Linked DNA regions of Mus musculus: regions 2 and 3 are each linked to region 1. Evidence: chromatin contacts called from public Hi-C and HiChIP or PLAC-seq data. All regions are on one chromosome and are shown on one strand. The core of a region is the stretch at or near the end of the contact, and the rest is flanking DNA. Distances in the headings are between cores, read along the strand shown.

Region 1 (3,908 bases), core at 493-2,992:
CAGACAGTGGAGTGGGCTGGGTCCTCATTGGGGCTCCTTGGTCTTTGACACACATCCCAGGAATCCTATGATAGGTTGGAATAGAGCCAGGCCATCTCACTGTTAAATATCCAAGCTTTATGGGGTTCAGACAAGAGATACACTGTCTTCATAGTCTTTCCTGTCCCATGAATTCCCAGGCCTGCTTTCCCTGTTATGATCTTAGTATGTCCATGTCCTCCTGGCTTCCAGTTTCAGTTCTCACCCAATAAACTTATAGGGCGACTCCCTTTCAGTCTGTGTAGGTACAGATTCCAAAACTTCTCGGATAGGGCCTACAACCGTGACCAACCCATTGGCTTCTCCTCTCTCCAGCTTTCCAAATTCCCGTTCCATTTATTAGCAAAGAGCATGTTCCATCTGCCCCCCAACACACACACACACACACACAAACAACCCAACTTTGTCTTTCCATTAAAAGAGTCCTGTCAGATCAAACCAAAGGACTATTTCCCATGTCTTCTATTTCCTAGATATTTCTAGGATAGAGGTTGTCTCTGCCTTCTTAGATTCAACAGAGGAGACCTACATATTAGCAGCTGTAAGGCCTATTAAAGGGGAGAGTGTATTTTACAGGCTGTATTTTACAGGCTTAGCAAGGTTCCGAATAAAGGAAAACACAACCGGCTAGGTCTGGGAGCCCATAAGGCATTTTAACAAAAGGCAATACGCTGTGGGAAAGCAACTAAATGGAAGAAATTTGGGCTTTCAGGGGAAAACTAAGGGAGATAAAGGCTATTTCTGTAACATTTCTACAAACTCCAATTGCGGCTGCTTACAGAGACATCTGTCTCTTCCTCAGAAATGAAAATATTTACACATGGGAAATTTTGTGTTGCAAATATCTTCTCATGTAACACAGGAAAGGAAGTTCCGGCTACCTTTACAAGGAGAAACTTAAATCGGTCTGATTTTGTACAGAAAAGGAGCGCAGCCAATTCCCCTTCTATGTCTCTCTCTTTTTTAAAATTGATTTCAGCTACAGTCATCTTTCCGCCGCCCCAGTGGTATATTTTGGAGTGCAGATGGATCCCTCTTGCTATCCATTATCTTCGTCGCACTTTTGTTCTCTTTTGAGTATTTTCTCTTTCTAGTCTGCAAACAACCCGAGGGCAGAAACTACACCTGGTTTTGTTCATCCCAACGCCTACCCGGTTCCCCAGCATATGCTATGTGGGAAGCTTACATAAATATATAGGATCTCTGCGGGGCGCCCCCCCCCCCACTTCCCCATCCTTTTTGTCACCAAGACTGAAAAGCTCTCCGACTCCCAAGAGGAAGCATCTTTATGTTCACATTATGACTCGTTGACTCCCTGCGGGGGTGGAGGGGACCTCATGGGATCTGTGTTAGGAACCCAAGGAGAGAAGCAGAGACCACCCATCTCACGTGTCACAGACTGGGTGGTGGGAGGAGAAATGGGCTCGCGGGGCAGAAAGTGAGGCGATCCCGCAAAGACATCGCCCGCATCTTCACGAGCTCCGCACGCTCTCTTCTCGAGACCGCGGGGACTCCGGGCCGGAGCTGCCCCGCACGTCCCCAGCTGGCCCCCCTCAGCCGCGGAAGGAAGGACGCCGGCCCGGCCCGGCCCGGCCTCGCGCGCCCCCACGCCCCCGCGCGAGCCGCCGGCGGAAGTGCAGCGGGGTGCACTTCCGGGTGTTGTCTGGCCGCCGCCGCCGCCGCGCGTCTCGGGTCTCCCGGCCACCGCCCGGGTCGTGGAGCCAGGAGCGACGTCACCGCCATGGCGGGCATCAAAGGTGGGCCTGGGCCGCGGGGCCGGGGCCGTAGGGATGGGGCGGGGCGGCGTGGGGACGACCCAGCCGGGCTCCTCCGGCGGTGGCGCTCCGCCCCTGGACCAGAACGGGGCAACCCGGCCACCGACGCGGTCTGCGCGAGTTTGCACCCAGAGACATTGAGGGCTGCGATCGGGAGGAATGCCCGGCACGGCAAACCAGTGTGGTTTCCCACCCGAGGCACGAACGCGCCCGTCTCCCAAACCCGGGCTCTGCATCCGCTCCCGGGATCGCGGTGCACAGGCTTTCCCTGCCTCTTAAATCGAATGCATCTTTGGTGTTTTTAAGGTGCAGTAGAGCCCGGATGCTAACCCAGAGTGCTCCTGGCTTCCTTTCCCCCACAAGTGCACGTTGACACTTTGTAGTTGTGATTTTTTTTTTTTTTTAAGAAGAAAGGTAACGAACACCTTGATGAAAGGTTACTTGTCTATTGGTGTGTTTTCTTCAGAGAGAACGGGATGTTGCATTCTTTGAAGACAGGGAACTTGGCTCAGTAGTAGTCTTGCCCCTGGGGTTAGAAGCAAAGTTTTGTATTTACTTATCAGCGGATCACTTTGATTTCCTGACCTGCTTTGTAGAAGAGATAACCTAGTTGGAAGTAAAAACAGTTGGATAGTGGTGCTTCCACCTCGCTGGTAAGGGCGACTTTGGCTGAGCTTTTTCCCTGGTTCACGTTTTTTCTGGTGTCTTGTTTATTTTCGGTGCCTAAAAAAAAAAAAGATGTTATTTCTCGTATAGAACCTTGTCATCTGAGCAACTAGGACACTTTCGGATCTCTTTTTGAGCTATAATAGACCCTTTCAAGTTCTAACGTGGATGGAAGTTACTGTAAAGTGCTGTTCTTTTTAGGATGTTGCCTGCGTTTCTCTACCCACCTGCGGTGTCATTAATGAGGGACTCTTTAAAAAAAGAAAACAGTTTTTATGGTTCTCCAAATCTGGATAATGTTAATCCTGGTGACAGTGACTGGGGGGGGGGGTAATTTTACTTTTTAAAGATTTCAGTGCCTTTTAAAGTTACAGGTTGCTTATCAAGATATTTCTTCCTGTTGGCCTTTAGATTGCCCTTAAGTAAGGAGTATTGCTGTAAAGACCATTACATATTTCTTGAGCCAGTTGCCTGCTACTCTGTGATACATTATATTTTCTGCTAACTCCCAGGCCGGGGAACTTGACCCCTTCACCTCTGTCTTTGTAGTCCATCTTTAGAGAATTTTTGCTAGGTAATTGGGCTGTTCCATCCCTGGCCCAGAGGCTTTGGAAGTAGAAACCACACTCCTCTCTGTTTCATTTTCCGAGTGTTGCATCAGTCAATTACTGTATGAATCCTTACCTTACTGGTGTGTCACTTAAGACACCGTTGATATAAAATAAGCCACCTAGCTGCCAGTGTCATAAGACTGGAGAGACGTTACTGGTTTGGGGAGCATTGTGGAGCAGTTTGTTTACGTGTGTCAGCTTTTATCTGTGATGACTTAAGAGATGAGATGTCACATGCAGATGGCTTTGAACGTCTTTTAAATACTGAGTATCGAATGCATGGAAATATGACCCTAGGGTATCTCCATTCCCCAAACACTTCTACAGGGCTTGTTTTTTCATATGTGAGTACTTGAAAGGAATTGGATCTTGTATAAATAAATGCATCGGTAATTTTATGGGCTGGAGAGATGGCTCAGCAGTTAACAGAAGAGATGAGCTCAGATCCAAGATCCGAGCATCCCTACCCAGCAGCTCACAAAAGCCTGCACCTCCAGCCCATAGTTACCTCATCGACACACAGACAGACACACACCTCCATAATAAAGTAAGCATTTTAAAATAAGGATTCTCTTATAATATTGATACAGTGGCTGTAATTTAAGCTCAAGTTTTAAATGTGTTTCAATGCCAGAACCTTATATTTTGGTTTCTTGATTTTTTTAAAGTATTATGAGTTAACTTGTGTTATTAAACTTTTGTATTAGCATTTTTGAACATTATGCAGTCCAGGCTAACTGGAACCCACATTCAACTTGCCTCAGCCTTCTTACTAGGATACACTCAATCAATCAATCAATCTCTCTCTCTCTCTCTC
Region 2 (3,908 bases), core at 605-3,104, 2.1 Mb before region 1:
TGTGTGTGTGTGTGTGTGTGTATGTGAGTGTGCCTGTGTGTGCATGTGCGTGTGTGCGTGTGCATGTGCATGTGTGTGTGTGCATGTGTTTGTGGTCGCACACATGGCAAGAATGAAGCATGCAAGTGAATCGTGTATGTGTGTGTGTGTGTGTGTGTGTGTGTGTGCATGTGCACTCGCACACACCCATATGTGTGTGCACGCGTGAATGCATTATACTGGTTAGATTTTTTTAAGTCTCCAGTGAGTGTCTCCGCATCTAACTCACATCATTGTTCTGCCTTGGCTATGGTTCCATGCTTGGGGGCTTGCCTAGAAGACAGGAGGACCCAGGCTTGATTCCAAAGCTACACATACAAGGTAAACACCATTGCCCATGTAACTTAGATTTAAGGTTCTCCTCATAACCAATTCTCCGTGCTCCCCAGATGAGAAGGAGGTGCTCCCTGCCTGGCTGCACCTTGCTTCCGGACTGTCTGGAACAGGAGCCCGGGATTTTGCTTTTGTTTTTAAGTCAACTCTTCTTTCTCTAGCCCTTTGTTCCTGTGCCCTCTTTCTTTTCTGAGGTTTGCTTATTGTGTAGCAGAAAGACGCTTTCAAACCTTTGTCACCTGTTCTGTGTAAGCAGGATCTCGTGTGTTTGCAGACCTCGTGTAAAAAAAATTGAAGAAAGATAACTGTTGATTAAACATTATATACGATATTATCACCGTGAGAAGATCTTAAAATCTCTTTGTAATACTGACTGTATGATTTCAGACAAATATATTTCCTTTCCTGTTACCAAGTATTTGAAAAAGAACCAAAAGCCTTAAATCTCTTCCTACATTTTCCACCCAGTACTCTGTAATCAAACCTATAAATATTTCCATTGAGAATATTAAACTGGATGCTGTCACATTTAAAGGAACTAGAATCCATTACATACGAGCCAAACTGTCTTCAGTCGACAAAGCTGCGGAATGCTTGCATTGTAGTGATCTGGTTTCTGCCACAGGGAAAATGTTTTTCTTCTATATTCTCATTTAAAAACCTTTAAGCAACTGTGGGTTCGTGTGTATGAAGGTTGTGGAGCCCATCTGAGGAACCTGGAGACTTTCACTCTCTAAGGTGTGCTTTGTTTATTTAATAGTTTAATGGGGGGGGTTGGTGTATTGCACTTTTTAAATTAAAATTTAAAGGTCACTCACAAAGTATCGGGCTTCTTTTGGACAGTTCATTTCTTCGTTTGAACTCTTAATAAACTTTATCACAAGTCAGCACTAACCAAAGGAAGTGGTCTCTGGACGTGGAATGTGTGTGTGTATAAAGTTGGCAGATTTCAGTTTTAAGTCTCAAAGTAATCACACCGTGCATTCACAATCCCTTTGCCTGTTCTGGCCGGCCGTAACCCAGGGCATCTAGACCCACCCAAAGTTTCCTTTCTATGGCCAGGAGGAGTCGGAGTACCTACTCAGGTGCTGCAGGTTTGGGGTCACAGCACTGCTGGTGCACATACGAACTGCACAGCGCCCAAGTTATAGGCCTGGGGATGGACCTCGGTTACAAGAGGTGTCAGCTCGAAGGCCGCCCAGGAGACTTCGGGCTTTGTTCAGTCACGAGCCAAGCCCTCCTCGTCAGAGAAGCCAATTAGATCCCCGCTGGGGATCATCTGATCTCACGTCCCTCTCCAGGAGGGGCTCAGAAAGGGCGGGACCAGCCGGCCAGCTCTGGTGAACTAGGAGGCCGGCCGCATGTCGGGAGGCCGGGCGCAGAAGCCAAGGCCCGCCCCGCTCCGCCTCGCTAAGCCTCGCCCCTCCTCTGTAGGCCCCGCCCCCAGGGGCTCCCCGGGCGCGCGCCGCCCCGCCATGTCCGCGCGCCACGCCCCCCTGCTCGCCGGCCGCGTGCGGAGCCGCGCGCCCCGGAGGTTCCCGGACCGTGGCGGCGGGCGGCGGCGGCAGAGCAGCCCTGTGCGGGCCATGTCTTCTCCGGCCGTGGCGAGGGCGTCCCCGGGCGGGAATCGGGAGGCGTCCGGCGGACCGCGGAGCCGGAACGGGCCGTGGGAAGTGGGCGGCGGCGGCGAGCGGTTGGAGCGCGCGGGCGCGGAGTCGGGGCGCTGGGAGCTTCTGCTCCGCCGCGGAGAGCTGCTGGCGCTGGGCGGCCACCTGAAGGGAGCGCTGGAGGCGTTCGCGGCTGCGCTGCGCCGCGGGGCCCCGGCCAGGCCCGAGCGCCTCGGGTCGCTAGTGGACTGCCTGGTGTTCAGCTACCGGCTCCGCCACGGGCTGCGCTGGAGCGCGGCACCCGCGGCGGGCGCGGCCGGGCTGCTCAGCTGCCTGAGCTGCCGGGGCTTCCTAAGCGAGCCGGTGACCGTGCCGTGCGGCCACAGCTACTGCCGCCGTTGCCTACGGAGGGAGCTGCGCGCCCGCTGCCGCCTGTGCCGGGACCGCCTGCCACCCGCCGCCGCCGCCTCGGAGGGGACCCCGCGGCCGCCGCCCCTGGCCGCCGCCATCGCCGACTTCCGAACCAGCGTCGTGCTCAACCACCTGGCGGAGAAGTGGTTCCCGGGCCAGCGCGAGCGCGCGCGGGCGGCCGGCCGCCTCGGGGAACTGCTGCACGAAGGGCGCTACCGGGAGGCCCTGGCCGCCGCCTGCGACGCCCTGCGAGCAGGTGATGCGGGGCTGCGGTGTGGGGCCGGGCGAGCGGGGATCACGAGTGTGGGAGGGGGCGGCGCCCCGGGGTGCTTCGGTCACGGTGGGGATCGCCTGGGAGCTGCAAGTGACGCGGCGCGGGGAGGGGCGCGGATGCGAGGTTCCCTCGTGCGCGCGCCCAGCGGGGACCTGGGGCCGCGGAGCTTGGGCGCGGGGTGGGTGGGGGCCGCAGGCTTCCCTCAGTACTCTGGCCGGGAGCCCCAGCCGGGGTGGGGGCGAGCATCCCCGGGCTTGGCGGGAGCTCGGGGGATACCGTGTCTACCTTGGTCGTGCACTAAAGTCACCGGGGCAATTAGAAGCCGCGGGAGGGCAGAATTGCATAAGCTGGGTGGGGGGGCGTTGTGTAACGGGTGACGTTCAGTGGGCGTGGCGGGAGCCCGGCGCGGGCACCGGCATCGGGAGGCCCAGCGACGGCCCAACTCCGAGTTGGTGGCCGGCTGCCCCCGAGGTGGTCACCTCTTCTTACCTGCAGGATCTCTTGCTCCTGGAACCTCCTCCACCTGCCTGTCTCATATCCTGCTTCCTCCGCCCTCTGTGCTGCTCCCTTGTACCCCTGGTGTTGGTAGAGAAGTAGCCTGTGTGAGGAGTTTGCCTTGCTCACAGTAGACCTGTGAGGGGAAGCTTTGTAGGTCTTTTGTTTATATTTTCATATCCAAGAAACAGCAGCTTGGTCCCGTCTCCTGCTTAGAGCTTAAGTTGGTTTTTAAGCTGGGGGGTAGGGGGAAGAGGGCCATGTAAACTTAGTAAACCCGAGAGTTCCTCTTTAGATCCTGGAATGTGGTTGTTCTCTACTGACTGGGGAGGGGACCTTATCTAGAAAAGCACGTAGAGACATCTTCGAATGGCCACCTCTTTTAGGAGTCCTGTCAGTACAGACATCTGGTGGCCCTTCCAAGGATGTCACTAAACATTCCTAGGCTCACAGCCGCCTATGTGAAAGACTGATCAGGCCCAAATGTCAACTTTATCATACATAGTTGGTCACCTGATGTTGGCCATGCTTTATGTCTGCTGCCTACCACGAGAAATTACTTATATGAAATCATTGACATTGGGAATTTTTAACTGATTTAAGTATTAGATAAGTTATAATCTTGTAACTGAAATTATTATCTTGACTCTTTTAGTCATCCTGAGCAAGTGACAGTAGCTTCAGGAATATCTTTCTGGCATGTTTTCATTGTCTCCCAGAAGCTTCATGAGCAAGCAGTAATAAACTAA
Region 3 (3,908 bases), core at 692-3,191, 2.0 Mb before region 1:
TCCTTATATCACATTGTAATGAAAAAGTCAAACATTAAGCAAACCCTGCCTGTAGGCACAGTAGCCCGTCCTGCAGACATTTTGCTATACAATGAAAGGCTTAGTGTGGATAAACTAGTGGCTTCAGGGTTTCTTCCCAGGTAAAGTCTGGTTAAATCCACCGACCACAGGCAGATCCCTGATTCACAGATTCATATAAAGGCATGTGTGACTTTATAGACTCTATGGATGTAGAAATAGCTATACCTAACCATTTATTATGTATCTCATTAAACCTGTGCTAAGAAAAACCTTTCCTACTGTAATTCCAACCAGAAACATTTGAATTGGACTGTACAGACAGTTCTCATAAGTGCCAGGTTATTTTATAAGGCTGAAAAGGAGTTTTAAATAAGCATATAAAACTTCTAACTGAGCCATCCACCAAAGAGCATACAAGGGCTGGCTGGACCAAAGCCCCAGGCACATACGTAGCAGAGGGCTGCCTTGTCTGGCCTCATGGGAGAGGATGTGCCTAATCCTGCAGGGATTTGATGCATCAGAGTAGGGAGATATGGGGGGGGGCACCATCTCAGAGGCAAAGGGGAGGTGGGATAGAGGGAGGGACTCTGGGGGGCTGGGAGAAGGGCAGTGTGTGGAATGTAAATAAACAAATCAATAAATTAATTTAAAAAAGAAAACTCATTTTAGCACCCGTCTTTGAAACCTTAGCAACACACTTTACTAAGATTATGAAAAGTCAGCAAAAATCGCAAAGCACCCTGGGATCTCACTTGATGTGCCCTACGCAAGAGCACTGGACATTTCTCCACTCAAGGAAGTTTCTATGAGCAAATGCACTGATGCCCGGCATCTGCAGGGGACTGTGTTCTGCTGAGTCGGCTCAAGCATAAAACGAGAAGTTTCCATCAAAGTCAAGTTAAGATTGATGTTAATTTACAAGTTTTCAGTTGGATTGCCCTGGGGCTAAGAGATCGTGAACATTCTTGGGCCAGATGTTCCCACTCTAGAGTGATAGTCATTTTCTGGTTATTTGGGAAAAAAAAAACTGAGTTGGCTTCTGGAACATTTATCTAAGTACATGGCAGGACCAGGAAATATGTCTATTGACATTCGAAATTAAAAAAAAAATGTTTGCAGCTAGAAGAAAAACAGGAAAAAAATGCAGTGTTTCTTAAAACGGAGTCTCTCGGATGCTGATAGACACATCTCATCTGAACTGTGGACAGCGTTTCTGTTTTCTGTTTCAGTAGCATAGATGGAAATTAGCCAAAAAAAAAAAAAACCCAGAAATTTAAAATTACTATAAAACTGCTCTCGATTTTTCTAATTAAAGAGCAGGTTAGTCTGCTTCATAGAAGGGCTAAATTAGAGAACACCTAATAAGAAATACAACTTAAGGCAACCCCTGGCAGGAGAAGGTGAGTCAAATTAAAAGACTGAGGTTTTCTTTTTCAATACTAATAAAGAAGGCCCTTTTAAGTCATTCATTACTCCACATAAAGCCTTCTACTGGACTGCTTTCCTGTATTCTTTTATAGAAAGTACATTCACTTTAATATTTATGTAGACTAAGCGTGCCCCTTCTTTGATGATCACTAACTGGCTATGTGGCCTCTCTGGAGTGACACCAAAACCTAAATCAAGAGTCCAAACTAATGTTACATTGGCTGTTTCAATACTGTGGTAGTTAGAGTTCAAATCAACAAACCCTGTTTGCTTTGCCAATAACAAGACTGGTAGAGTTGCTGGCTTTGGGGAGACATAGCATTTAATATTTTCAGAAGAAAAAAGAAAAAAAAATCGAGTGTAACAATGCACATTTCGAATGTGGCCACCAGAGGTCTACTGACACTGCAGAGCGAGCAGGCTGCAGGAGCGTGGGCGCAGACTGGTGCATGCGTACTCTGCCTGGTGGGGCCAGAGACTCTCCAGCCCTGCCCTGGTCTGCTGAGTCAGAGCTGCTCTGTAACCCCCACAGGTGACTCAAGTATGCGAGGGAGTGTGAGAAAGACTGCTGCCAGGGTTGAAAAGGAAATGTGGTGTATCCCGTGTGTGATGGAGATTAAGATATTTAAAAGTCCAGGCAAAGGCAGGGCATGGAGGCACCCATATTTAATTCCAGCATGTGGGCAGGAGGCAGAGGCAGGTGGATCTCCTAGTTCAAAGCCAGTCTGGTCTACTAGTGAGTTACAGGACAGTCAAGGCTAAACAGTGAACACACCTCACCACCCGCGCCTCTCTCTCTCTCTCTCTCTCTCTCTCCCCCTCCCTCTCCCCCTCTCCCTCCCTCCCCCCTCTCTCCTCCCTCCCCCTCTCTCTCTTTCTCCCTCCCTCCCTTCTCTCTTCTCTCCCTCCCTCTCCCCTTCTTCCCCATTTCCCCCTCCCTCTCCCCCTCTTCCCCTTTCCTCCCTCCTCCCCATATTTCTCTCTCTCTCCCTCCCTCCCTCCCTCTCCCCCTCTTCCTCATTTCCCCCTCCCTCTTCCCCTTTCCTCCTCTCCCCCCCCCCACTTTAAACATTTTTCCTAACAATGTTACAACTCAAAAGCTATTTTCTTTTCAAAACGTTCTACCTGGACCTGGTGCCACAGAACTGTCATCACACATCTTGAGATCAAGAGGCAGGAAGGATCACAAGGTCAAGGCCTGCCTGGGCTACAGAGTGAACTCATATCAAACAAGACTGCCTCAAAATAAAAGATTAACATGGGTTTGGAGGTATAGATCGGTGGTAGAATATTTACTTGGCATGTGTAATGCCCTAGCTTCAAACTCTGGTACAAAATCATTTAAGTGACCAAGGCTGTATTTTTAATTTGCAATTTAGCTTCCAGATATTTGAAGATGAAGAAGCTCTAAATATCACCTAACATGTACAGGTCTAAATGTTCTCGTTTAACAGAAGAAATTATCTGACCAGGACTGAAGTGGCATTCCACGCTCAATATAAGATAGTTAGCTGTCTTTAACTAGAACCAAGTTCTCCAGAGGTGTCCCTGAGGCTGCAGGACCTCACTCTTGTATGGAGGTGGGGCTAAGCTAGGGAAGCATCATGGGAAGGGCAGGCTTTGTCCATCAATCAAGATGTGCAGAGCCCTGGACTCAGAGGTTCCTCTCCTACTCCAATGTGCCAGGATTCCTTCAAGTATATCGAGACTGTTAGACTGATTTTTCTCTGTTCCCCATATTTCTCAGGGACAGGGATGTCTCCATGGTTCTCTGTGTTACCATCAGTATACTCCCAACAACTCTGTCTTCACAGAATACATATCCAGTCACTGAGTCTGTGTCTCTCTCTCTCTCTCTCCCTCTCTCTCTCTCTCTCTCCCCCTCTCTCTCTCTCTCTCCCTCTCTCTGTCTTTCTCTGTAGACCTGGCTGACCTCGAACTCCCGGTGTAGATCAAGCCCACAGAGGTCAGCCTGCCTTTCACTGTAAAGGCATGCAACACCACACTGGGCTCTCACTTGGCTCTTCCTTAAATCAATCCAGCCAGCACTCATAGCCTCCCCTTCGCTGCCATCCTCCCAAACCACTGTACTTTCCCTTTAAATGGATTAGGCATAACTCCAATATCTACCACCTCTCTGTACAACACGCTACCGCCATGGTTCTGCTGGATCTTCCGCTCAGTGGCCTATGTCTTCCTTCTTACCTGGGAGGGAAGTTGGATTTAGAGGCTGATCAATCTCCAAGTAACCTGGGAACGAGACCACCCAAAGGAACCTATCAGCTAAGAGCGTCAAATTTCAACCTGTGGTTTTCAAGTCACACATACAGCAAACATTCTATTTTTGATACCCTTGTGGTTAGAACATTTCGCAGAATCTCTTCTACTTTCCCCTAGTCCCACCACAACCATGAGTAGCACAGAGAGAGCCACGCCTTGCCTTTTCTTCCAGGCAAGAT

What was found. Hi-C and Micro-C count contacts between places; a contact is called where the count stands out from the background. HiChIP or PLAC-seq counts read pairs in DNA pulled down with a chosen protein or histone mark.
Region 2: an H3K27ac HiChIP or PLAC-seq map of thymic regulatory T cells shows a contact between it and region 1, with 11 times the contacts expected there. The contact joins the promoter of Lonrf1 here to the promoter of Leprotl1 in region 1. A contact is called at or near these places in 3 of 39 promoter capture datasets (hippocampal neurons, liver and pre-B cells), 2 of 484 Hi-C or Micro-C datasets (the HPC-7 cell line and hematopoietic stem and progenitor cells), 2 of 115 datasets of contacts at active chromatin or transcription factors (regulatory T cells and thymic regulatory T cells) and 2 of 9 other capture datasets (adipose tissue and liver).
Region 3: a Hi-C map of CD8 T cells shows a contact between it and region 1, with 2.7 times the contacts expected there. The contact joins the enhancer-like site here to the promoter of Leprotl1 in region 1. A contact is called at or near these places in 4 of 39 promoter capture datasets (the C10 cell line, hippocampal neurons, liver and 1 more), 2 of 484 Hi-C or Micro-C datasets (CD8 T cells and memory CD8 T cells), 5 of 115 datasets of contacts at active chromatin or transcription factors (T-cell acute lymphoblastic leukemia, large pre-B cells, pro-B cells and 2 more) and 1 of 9 other capture datasets (adipose tissue).

What each region holds. Positions count from the first base shown.
Region 1 is chr8:34,144,573-34,148,480 of GRCm38.p6, reverse strand. Leprotl1 (leptin receptor overlapping transcript-like 1) reads left to right here and starts at 1,742. Exons shown (of 4, transcript NM_026609.2): 1 at 1,742-1,796. The coding sequence starts at 1,781.
Region 2 is chr8:36,247,305-36,251,212 of GRCm38.p6, reverse strand. Lonrf1 (LON peptidase N-terminal domain and ring finger 1) reads left to right here and starts at 1,854. Exons shown (of 12, transcript NM_001081150.2): 1 at 1,854-2,646. The coding sequence starts at 1,959. It overlaps Gm35712 (a long non-coding RNA gene), which reads right to left and starts at 3,307. Exons shown (of 4, transcript XR_870368.3): 1 at 3,154-3,307.
Region 3 is chr8:36,182,309-36,186,216 of GRCm38.p6, reverse strand. No RefSeq gene overlaps it. Among named protein-coding and RNA genes, the nearest start is that of Gm35520, 4.2 kb to the left of the region's middle. Within about 2 kb of position 1,941, at least 188 of the 459 cell types and tissues checked have an H3K27ac peak or open chromatin away from gene starts, as enhancers often do. A contact at or near this core is called in CD8 T cells, T-cell acute lymphoblastic leukemia, memory CD8 T cells and 3 more, where this site is marked.